Linked DNA regions of Ovis aries: region 2 is linked to region 1. Evidence: chromatin contacts called from public Hi-C data. All regions are on one chromosome and are shown on one strand. The core of a region is the stretch at or near the end of the contact, and the rest is flanking DNA. Distances in the headings are between cores, read along the strand shown.

Region 1 (4,484 bases), core at 236-2,735:
ATGATAGTTTATCAGAGGGATGGTGAGGGGTATGCCCCTCTATTTGTTTCCCTGGCAACTGAAGAACCAACCTGACTTCAGTTCCCCCTGTAAGTGGTAACCTCCCTCTCCCCCTGGGAGTGAAGACCCCTACCACGTCCTACCTGCCATCTGACACGGTGGTGGGGTGTCACTCCAGGACCTTGCTTCAGACATGTAAGATCCTCCAATCTATTAAACCACTGAGTTTCTATTGCTGACACTGGACTCTTTCTTTGGCCTTGAGGATGGGCAAGTAGAGGGCTTACAGGCTTACAGCCCAACAGAAAGCAATCCTGTTAGTGCCTGGGGGCAGGGTTCCTTCTATTGCTCCACAACGAATTTTGAGTCCTAGCCTGGTGACTCTCCTATGCACTGTGCTTCGGAGCCACCAGTCCTTGTGGTCAGTTGAAGAATAATCAGCAAACGCCTACTCCCTTTTGTGTGTGTGTTAGTCTAAGGATAGCAGAGGGCATACTTAAATAAATGATTAGGATCGACAATGGAAAGGTAAACAGAATCATAATTTATGAGTGGTCCCATTGTTCTCACCTGACTTGAATTCTATAACCATAAAGCCGCCATTCTCATCCATTCAATTCGACAGACCCTTATTGAACAGCTACTTTGTACAAGGCTAGGAGAAGGGCATGAAGAATAATACCGAATATTTGCTCAGTGTTCACACTTGACAAAGTGCTTTCATATGCTTTGAGGCGGGGGAAGCCCTGAGCCAGGACTCAGGAGACTTGATTTCTAGAGTCACCTCTGCCATTTAATTGAAGTTTGACCTCAGGCTGAGTCTCTCTGCTCCTTGTGTAAATATGAGGCTAAGAATCCACACCTTTTCTGTCTTAAATGGTTACGGTGCGATACTCGTGTGGGATTTTGTATTGTTTCATGGATTTGCAGATTTCAGCAAATTTTAAAAATGAACTGTATATGAATACTGAATATTTTTATATTAGACCTAAGCTGAAAAAGACCTTGGAGATTGTTTGGGGCAGTGACTTTTCCAGCTGCATCCTGGGGGGGATGCCTAAGGTGCTATGGACCACCCTGAGGACCAAGGGGAAGGTGAGCAGGAAGGCCTTGGGTTCCTGCCACCCACCTTCACTTTAGGCTCTGGAGCCAGACTGCTGATATGTGTCTTTAGAAAAGTTATTTAGACCCCTTGGACTTTCTATCTGTGATATGGACACATGGGTCACTGTGAAACGTACGTTCATCGGTATACAGTGTTCAGAATCTTGGAAGGCACATAACAAATATTGCTGTTAATTCTACCGTCCACCTTGGATTTCTTCCGAGGGTCAGATTTCACTGAAAATAATGTTTGAAAAATTGTTGGCTTCTGTGATATCTTTATTTTGCAAATGGAATGTTTACAGTGCAGAGAAGCCCGTGTTTGTATGAGAACCTGCCAAACACACACACACACACACACACACACACACACACACACACACACACACACGTCATCAGTATCACCAGCATCAGAGTCCTGCATCCATAAACTGAAGCACAGCTCACTCTCACCTGCTGGTGGGCATTGTGAAGACTGACTGTGAGCTACTTCTGGGGCTTGGGTGCTTTCTCACCCAATCATCCCATCCATGGATCCAACAGCAAAGCTCTCCTAATTGAGAGACTAGTATTCTCAGTCACAGCACTAGTGTTTCCAAATTTCCAACAGACATGAATCTTTGGGATCTCATTCCAGAAATTGGAATCACCCAAATCATGTTATTCTTAAAATATTTTTAACCATGGATGTCTAAAAATATTGTTTGATAAATAAGTAGTTTAATAGTATTTAAAGAGTGGTACAAGAAATTTATAAAGAATATTTGAGGACTGAGGAGCAGGGCTATGGCAGATGCTGGAGCAAGGCTGAGGAATGTTGCACACCACCCCCCACCCCGGGCCCTTCAACACCCTCTACAGGCGGGTTCTGGCCCCACTGCCCTGGCAGACCATGGGTGTGAAATCTTGTTTTTTGTTTTTTGTTTTTTAAAGAATATTTGCAAATATTCACGGGCTAGAAAGGGCCAGTGAACACTATTGGGTAATATTTGAACAGTGTAACATTCAGATCTCCTAGCAAGGGTAAAAGCATCACACAGAATCAAGTAATTGCGAAAGGATTTATTTTGCATCTAATTTCTTAGAACTCTGCTCATATGATTTGAATAAAGAATAGAATGTCTATAGCATTAATATTATTTTAGTTTCAAGAATGACACACCATTAGCTTAGCATGCATGCATGCTAAGTTGCTTTTGTAATGTCTGACTCTTTGTGACCCTGTGGACCGTAGCCCACCAGGCTCCTCTGTCCATGCAAGTATTCTTCTGCAGGCAAGAATACTGGAGTGGGTTGCCATTGTCTCTTCCAGGGGATCTTCCCTACCCAGGGATTGAACCTAGTCTCTTACGTCTCCTGCATTAGCAAAGGAGTTCTTTACCATTAGCGCCAACTGGGAAGCCCGTTAAACAGCATACAAGGTCACAAACACAACCACCAGCAAGAGTAACCCAGAAAATAAGAACGCTTTTTCTACCTGCTCTCATCCTTAACCTTCAGCTCCCCATGACGGAGTTTCCTGCTCTGGCTTTTCAAGTGACATCAGACCAATGAGTAACGTCTGCGTAGTGATTGCTGAGCTCCAATTCTCCCAGGAGAACTAGAATACTTTTTCTCATTTTCCCAATCTTTTGGCTGAATTTTTCTCAAGAGTTGGCAAAACATATATTTCCTGAAAAATACTAGAAAATGAAACATAAACACGGGAGACATGAAGTCAAGCAAAGTGAGCTTCCAGGTCATGTGGTTGGTAGGGAACACAGATGCTACCAGTGTTTGGAGAGGAAGAGGTTGTTGGGAGTCAGTGTGGCTTCTTGGAGGAGATGGTCACTGAGCTGGATTTGCAGGTTCTGTGTGTATGCTAAGTCACTTCAGTCATGTCCAACTCTTTACGACTCCATGGACTGCCAGGCTGCCAGGCTCCTCTGTCCATGGGATTCTTCAAACTAGAATACTGGAGTGGGTTGCCATGCCCTCCTCCAGTGGATCTTCCCAACTCAGGGACTGAACCCTTTTGTCTTTTATGTCGCCCACCTTGGCAGGCGGGTTCTTTACCACCAGTGCCCCCTGGGAAGCCCTGCAGGATCTGTAGGACTTGAACAGAGTAGAGAAGCAGCATTGCAAGGGGAGGAGCAACCTGGCAGAGAAGGGAGGGGGGTAAGCCTCAGGGAAGTGTGCATTTCAGGCAACAAGAGAGGACCCCGGAAGCCATGTATTAATATCCTGAAGATAGCATTGGGTTGTGTTTGTTTTTTTTCCCTTGGTTTATTGATTCTTATTAGGATTTTAAAATTATAAAAGTAGCACATGGGAGAAAATTCATGTAATTCAGAAGGGTAGGTACAGGGTAAGAGCAGACCACCCCTTATCTCCCAGATCAGTGTTCCCTTTGAATCTTGTGTATAGACATGTAATAAATGAGCACCCTTTTCTGTTTGGACCCAATGAAGTCACACTGAAAAGTTGTTATCATATGGGCTATTAAAAGGTGAAACTTGTGGCACAGTGGATAGGAATCTGCCTGCCAATGCAAGGGACATGGTTCAACCCCTGGTCCAGGAAGATCCCACATGCAGAGAAGCAACTAAGGCCATACACCGCAATTACTGAGCTCATGAGCCTAGAGCTGTGCTCCACAACAAGAGAAGCCACCGCAATGAAGAGCAGCCTCTGCTCACCGCTACTAGAGAAAGCCTGAGTGTAGCAACAAAGATCCATCCAATACAGCCAAAAATAAAATAAAAATTTAAAAAATAATAGATGAAGCTTAAATTTTAAAATATGTAGAACTTTTTCTGTTTCAATATAGATAGCTCCTCACTCATATTTAACAGTTCCATGGTATTTTCATTGTATGGGTATGCCATAAATGTTTTACCACCCTTCTCAGTCAGTTCAGTCGCTCAGTCATGTCCGACTCTTTGCCACTCCATGAACTGCAACACGCCAGGCCTCCCTGTCCATCACCAATTCCCAGAACCTACCCAAACTCATGTCCATTGAGTCGGTGATGCCATCCAACCATCCCATCCTCTGTCATCCCCTTCTCCTCCTGCCCTCAATCTTTCCCAGCATCAGGGTCTTTTCCAATGAGTCAACTCTTCGCATCAGGTGGCCAAAGTATTAGAGTTTCAGCTTCAGCATCAGTCCTTCCAATGAACACCCAGGACTGATCTCCTTTAGGGTGGGCTGGTTGGATCTCCTTGCAGTCCAAGGGACTCTCAAGAGTCTTCTCCAACACCACAGTTCAAAAGCATCAATTCTTCGGTGCTCAGCTTTCTTTATAGTCCAACTCTCACATCCATACATGACTGCTGGAAAGAACCATAGCCTTGACTAGACAGACCTAGCTGTAGCAGATTGACATTTCCATCCACAGT
Region 2 (4,420 bases), core at 1,649-4,148, 88 kb before region 1:
CACAGAAGAACGAAAAAAGTTATTAAAGTTTGGATACCCCCAATTAATTCGTCTCTGCTCGCCCATTTTTAATTAAACATCGCGAAGCTGCTTCTTTACGTGTGCATTTCGTTTGGTTGTTTGTTTTGGTGTTTTGTTGGGGGCGGGGAGGGAAAGCTCCCCCGCCCCTTAATCTTAATCACACATAGAGCAAGTAACGAACACGTGTGACGCCAATCCCGGGAGCTTGCCGCGGCGTTTACGCCGCGATCCGAGAAGAAGGGTTTGCGGGATCGCAAGCTCCGTTCGGTTCCTGGCAGCACGCGGTACCCAGGAGGCCCGGACTTTCAAGAAGCCAAGATTGTTAGAGAAGGATACGGGCGAATCCAAACCCGGGCAGAAACGGAGAAACCCGTGTGCAAGTGCATACGGCGGCGTTGGTGTACCTGGAAGAGTGTGGGTTGGGATGCCTGCGAGCATCACAGTTTGCAGAGCGGGGGGTGGGTTTTACACGTGCTCCCGCACACTTTCCCGGGGGTCTGGGGGAAGCGAGAGGCGGGCACCCCAGGAGCACGCAGATCCATCTTTGCCGAGGGATCTCTTTAAATATTCAGTGAGAAATAATGGCATTTGAAGCACCACCTATGGAAACATTATTATCTTCATTCTTCAACATCAGCCCCACTGATAGCTTCGTTTGTCTTTTTATCAAAATCTACTGTAACCAACAGGACCTGGGGAGAAAGAGAGAGCGAGGTGGAGTGGGGTGTGTATGTGTGTGTGTGAGAGAGAGAGAGATCGAGCGAGGCCACAAGAGAGGAAAAATAAGCGGGAGAAAAGGTGAAGAAAGGGCGAACAAGGAGAAAGGAGAAGTTATACCAAGAGAAATAAAGTCGTCAGGAGGAAAACAGAAACAGTCACCCGCACACAAAAGATTTAGATTTTAAAGAGCGAGGGAGGAGGAAAGTGGCTAGAGAGACTCTTGCGGGAGCGCAGTGTGGTCCGGAGCACCCGAAACTCTACTCGGAAGACTGGTGCCCACTTCGCGCGAACTGACTATATTGCTCTCCAGGCTCCAGGGCGCTCCCGAATTGGGGCGTCCTTATGAGCCCTCTCCTTTCCCGATCGCGAGATAGGGCAGGGATTGTGTATCTGCACCTCCCCCCCTCCCCGTCCCCATTACTCAACCGAAGTTTAGAGTGTCCCTCGGGCGCAAGACTTCGGGAACCAGGAGCGAGGAGACCCTGAGGCGCAAGGGGGAAGAGCTAGGCTGAGCCGAGGACTGAGCCTCAGGTTCGTGGGGGCCCGAGCCCAGCGGACAAAGTGCGGGCTCCGGGATCCCCACTCCGGGCTCAGGGGCGCGGGTGGGGAGGCTGCCTCAAAGCCTGGGGAGATGGAGCTGGTGCGAAAAGTTTGGGTGCCGCGCTCAGCAAGTGCCTGAGAAGTGGAGGCGAGCTTCTGCGGGGCCAGACAGCTGCGGACAAGGACCCCCCTCTCTCCAGGCTCAGCGCGGCCACCTCCTCGCCAAGAGCCTGGGGCACGGCCCGCTCCCCCAGGACGAAGAGGCCGCGGGGTCCCGGGGACTTGCCGTGCCCGGAGCCCGGCGGGGCAGGCCCGCGCCTCGCGAGGCCAGGGGAGGGTTGCAGCGTGCTGGGTAAGCGGCGGCCCCTCCCCTCCCCCCGGCTGGAGCTGAACTCGGATCCCAAGCCGGTCCCCGCTCGCCGCCCGCCCTGGGCTCGGCGGCGCCACCGCCGCCGCCGCCTCCCCGCGGAGTGACGCGCCCTGCAGCCAACCGGGGCAGCCGAGGGGGAGGCCGGGAGGGGTCCTGGGCGGAGCCGGGCCGCCCCCTTATCCCACGGGCTCGGGGCCGCTTCTCCCGAAAACTTAAGCCCTAATTGTCCTGGGAATGTCCGAGGTAGAGAAAGGGAGCGAGGGAGCAAGCGAGAAGCTGGAGGATCTGGGCCCTCTGAGGAGGAACGGGGTGGCGGGAGAGCTGCCCCTCCCCCCCCCAAAGCCCCAAACCCATCACGTTCCCAAACCTTTCCTTGGTCCTCTTCTCCGCGCCCCCGCGAGCCCGGGATCCAGGGGATGGAGAACTCGGGGCGAAGGAGCGCCGAGCCAGGCGGCGAGCGGGAGGGAGGCCGGGCGGCAGGCGGGAGGCGGACCGGCGTGGGGCTGGCTCTTCCCCACTCGCTTATTTTTTTTTTAATGGGGGTGGGGGTGGGCTGCTTTCTGGTAGCTCTTAAAGAAACGAAGAAACACTCACGAAACGGGACTTCCTCCCCCCAAATCCCGCCACGGGACTCCCTCCCCCCGCGGGCCGGCGCGCTTAGCGCCGGAGTTGGAAAGTTCGCCGCGCGCCCGCAGCCCGGGTCCCCAGCCCCCGCCGCCCGGCCCCACCCCCCACCCGGGGAGGCTTAATTCCGGGGAGGGCATGCTAATTTGGGTCGGCCCAGCCCGGGATGGGGGGGCCGAGGGAGGGAGGGGGGCGCAGGCCGGGGCGCCGGGTGCTCAGAGGCGAGGAGGCAGGCCCCCGGCGGCCCGGCCGCGGAGTCCCGGGCGGTCGCGAAGAGGGTTAACCCAGTGTCGGGCGGCGCGGCTCGCAGAGCCAGCCCCGCGGCCGGCTTATTGGGCCAGCGCGCGGAGAGACAGGGGTCTGCAGCAAATCACGAACTAATTGATTAAGGCGAGCGGGTTTGAATAGCGCTGGCCCGGTGCCAATCGCCTTTCAAAGAGCCCCTCTATGATTAATCGCAATGCATTATTGATAATCATAATTATAGCAGGACACATGCGCGCTGCGCCCGGGGCCGGGGAGCCGGGGAGGGGGCGGGCGGGCCGGCGGGCGGGGGGAGCCGCCGCCGCCGCCGCCGCTCGATTTCCGTAATTTTGAGAAGATTTTTTTTTAGTAATTTTTTATTCTGCCCCAGCTGATGTTTGAGCCAGCATGTCGCGGAGGAAGCAAGCGAAGCCTCAACATTTCCAATCCGACCCCGAAGTGGCCTCGCTCCCCCGGCGAGATGGTGAGTGCTCCGGCCCGCGCCGCGGACACACACGCGCACACACGTACTAGCACTCACACTCACGCACACTCGCACCCACGCACACGCGGCTAGCCCCCGCGCCCACCGCCCAGCCGCCGCGATCCGAATCACCATTTCGACTCCGCGATTTTTTTTTTTTTTTTAAATTTCAATTTGCCTTTGCTGGGCTTCCCCACCCCCAACCTCCCTGCCCCGAGGAAAGCAAACACTTCTCCAGGCAGGATCTTTCCGGAGTTGTTGGGTCCTCCTGCGGGGAGGAGAGAGGGCTCGCCGGCCTTGCTCTTGCGTCCCGGCTGTCCCTGGGAGCGGATCCCGGGACCCTCCGAGCTGCGGCTGGGGCCCGGGTGCCCGGCGGGGCGCGGGTGCGGACAGAGGCCGTCGGCGCCTGCCTGCGCCGTGCTCCACTCGCTCCCCGGCCAGCGCCCGAGGCCCGGCCTGGCCTCCGCCGCCCTGGTGCTGCTGCCTGTGGGAAGGAAGTTTACTTTGTGCTCGGGCCTGAACTTGGAACGTGGAGGGGAGCTCCCTGCGCCGCGCTCCCCCCATTCCCCAGCGCTCCCACTCCTCCTGGGCCCGCGCCGCGGAATGGGGTGCCTGTGGGAGTTCGGAGTTCCAAGAAGATGGGAACCTGTATTGGGGCGAGCGTGCCTGACACGCGGGGGTAGAGGCCGTGTTGGAGAGTGCTCTTTGCTGTCGAGTGCTCCCCAGACAGAGTGCAGGCAGACGGGGAAAGTGTTGGGGTCCGGCTATTCCACTTGATCCCCGCCTCTCTTCTCCCAACACATGCACACTCGGCGCCCCCAAGAAATCTTTAGAGTCGGTCGGCTCCCGCTAAGGATCGTGGTACCTCGCACTTCCAGGAGTAGAAAGGGTCGTTCTCCAGAGCTGGAGGTGGGGTGGGCTATCTAGCCACGAGGGAGTCCCCCTAAAACAGAGGCACTCGCTTCCTCCGATGGAGGCGACAACTGCCGGGTCCCAAAGGGAGCGAACAAGTCCAGAACAAAGTTTGTGTGACGGAGCTAAGGCCGAGAGTGGCAGAGATCCGGGCAGGGAATTGGGGGTAGGGAGGGCAGACACCTTGAGTCCCTTTTTATCGCTAAAAAATATTACACTTTAGGGGCCTCCGAACTCCCAGGCCCAAGGCCGGAGGCGATGGAGCGGCGCCCCGGGCTCGGTTGCCGGCACAGTGCTCGCCTCTCGGCTGCGGAGATTCGAGGGGCAGCCCCCGAGCTGTATCCGCGACTCGGGATGTCTCTCGGGGTGCTCCAGTCCCCGGCGTCATTTTGGGGTGTAGAGGAGGGAGCTGGATCCCGATAGGGCTCGGAAGCCTGCCCTTTGGTCGGTACCTCAGTCCTCCAAACTCTGCGGCCGCCCGGCCCTCACGGTCCTCGGGTCCTTCC

Evidence for each region. A called contact is a pair of places that touch in the nucleus more often than the background predicts.
Region 2: a contact with region 1 is called in a Hi-C map of liver, with 4 times the contacts expected there. The contact joins the promoter of SALL1 here to the enhancer-like site in region 1. A contact is called at or near these places in 2 of 16 Hi-C or Micro-C datasets (hypothalamus and liver).

The regions. Positions count from the first base shown.
Region 1 is chr14:18,986,517-18,991,000 of ARS-UI_Ramb_v3.0, reverse strand. No RefSeq gene overlaps it. Among named protein-coding and RNA genes, the nearest start is that of TRNAC-GCA, 65 kb to the right of the region's middle. Within about 2 kb of position 1,485, at least 1 of the 54 cell types and tissues checked has an H3K27ac peak or open chromatin away from gene starts, as enhancers often do. A contact at or near this core is called in liver, where this site is marked.
Region 2 is chr14:19,076,390-19,080,809 of ARS-UI_Ramb_v3.0, reverse strand. SALL1 (spalt like transcription factor 1) reads left to right here and starts at 2,898. Exons shown (of 3, transcript XM_015100439.4): 1 at 2,898-3,002. The coding sequence starts at 2,927. It overlaps LOC121816479 (a long non-coding RNA gene), which reads right to left and starts at 1,683. Exons shown (of 5, transcript XR_009596160.1): 1 at 1-1,683.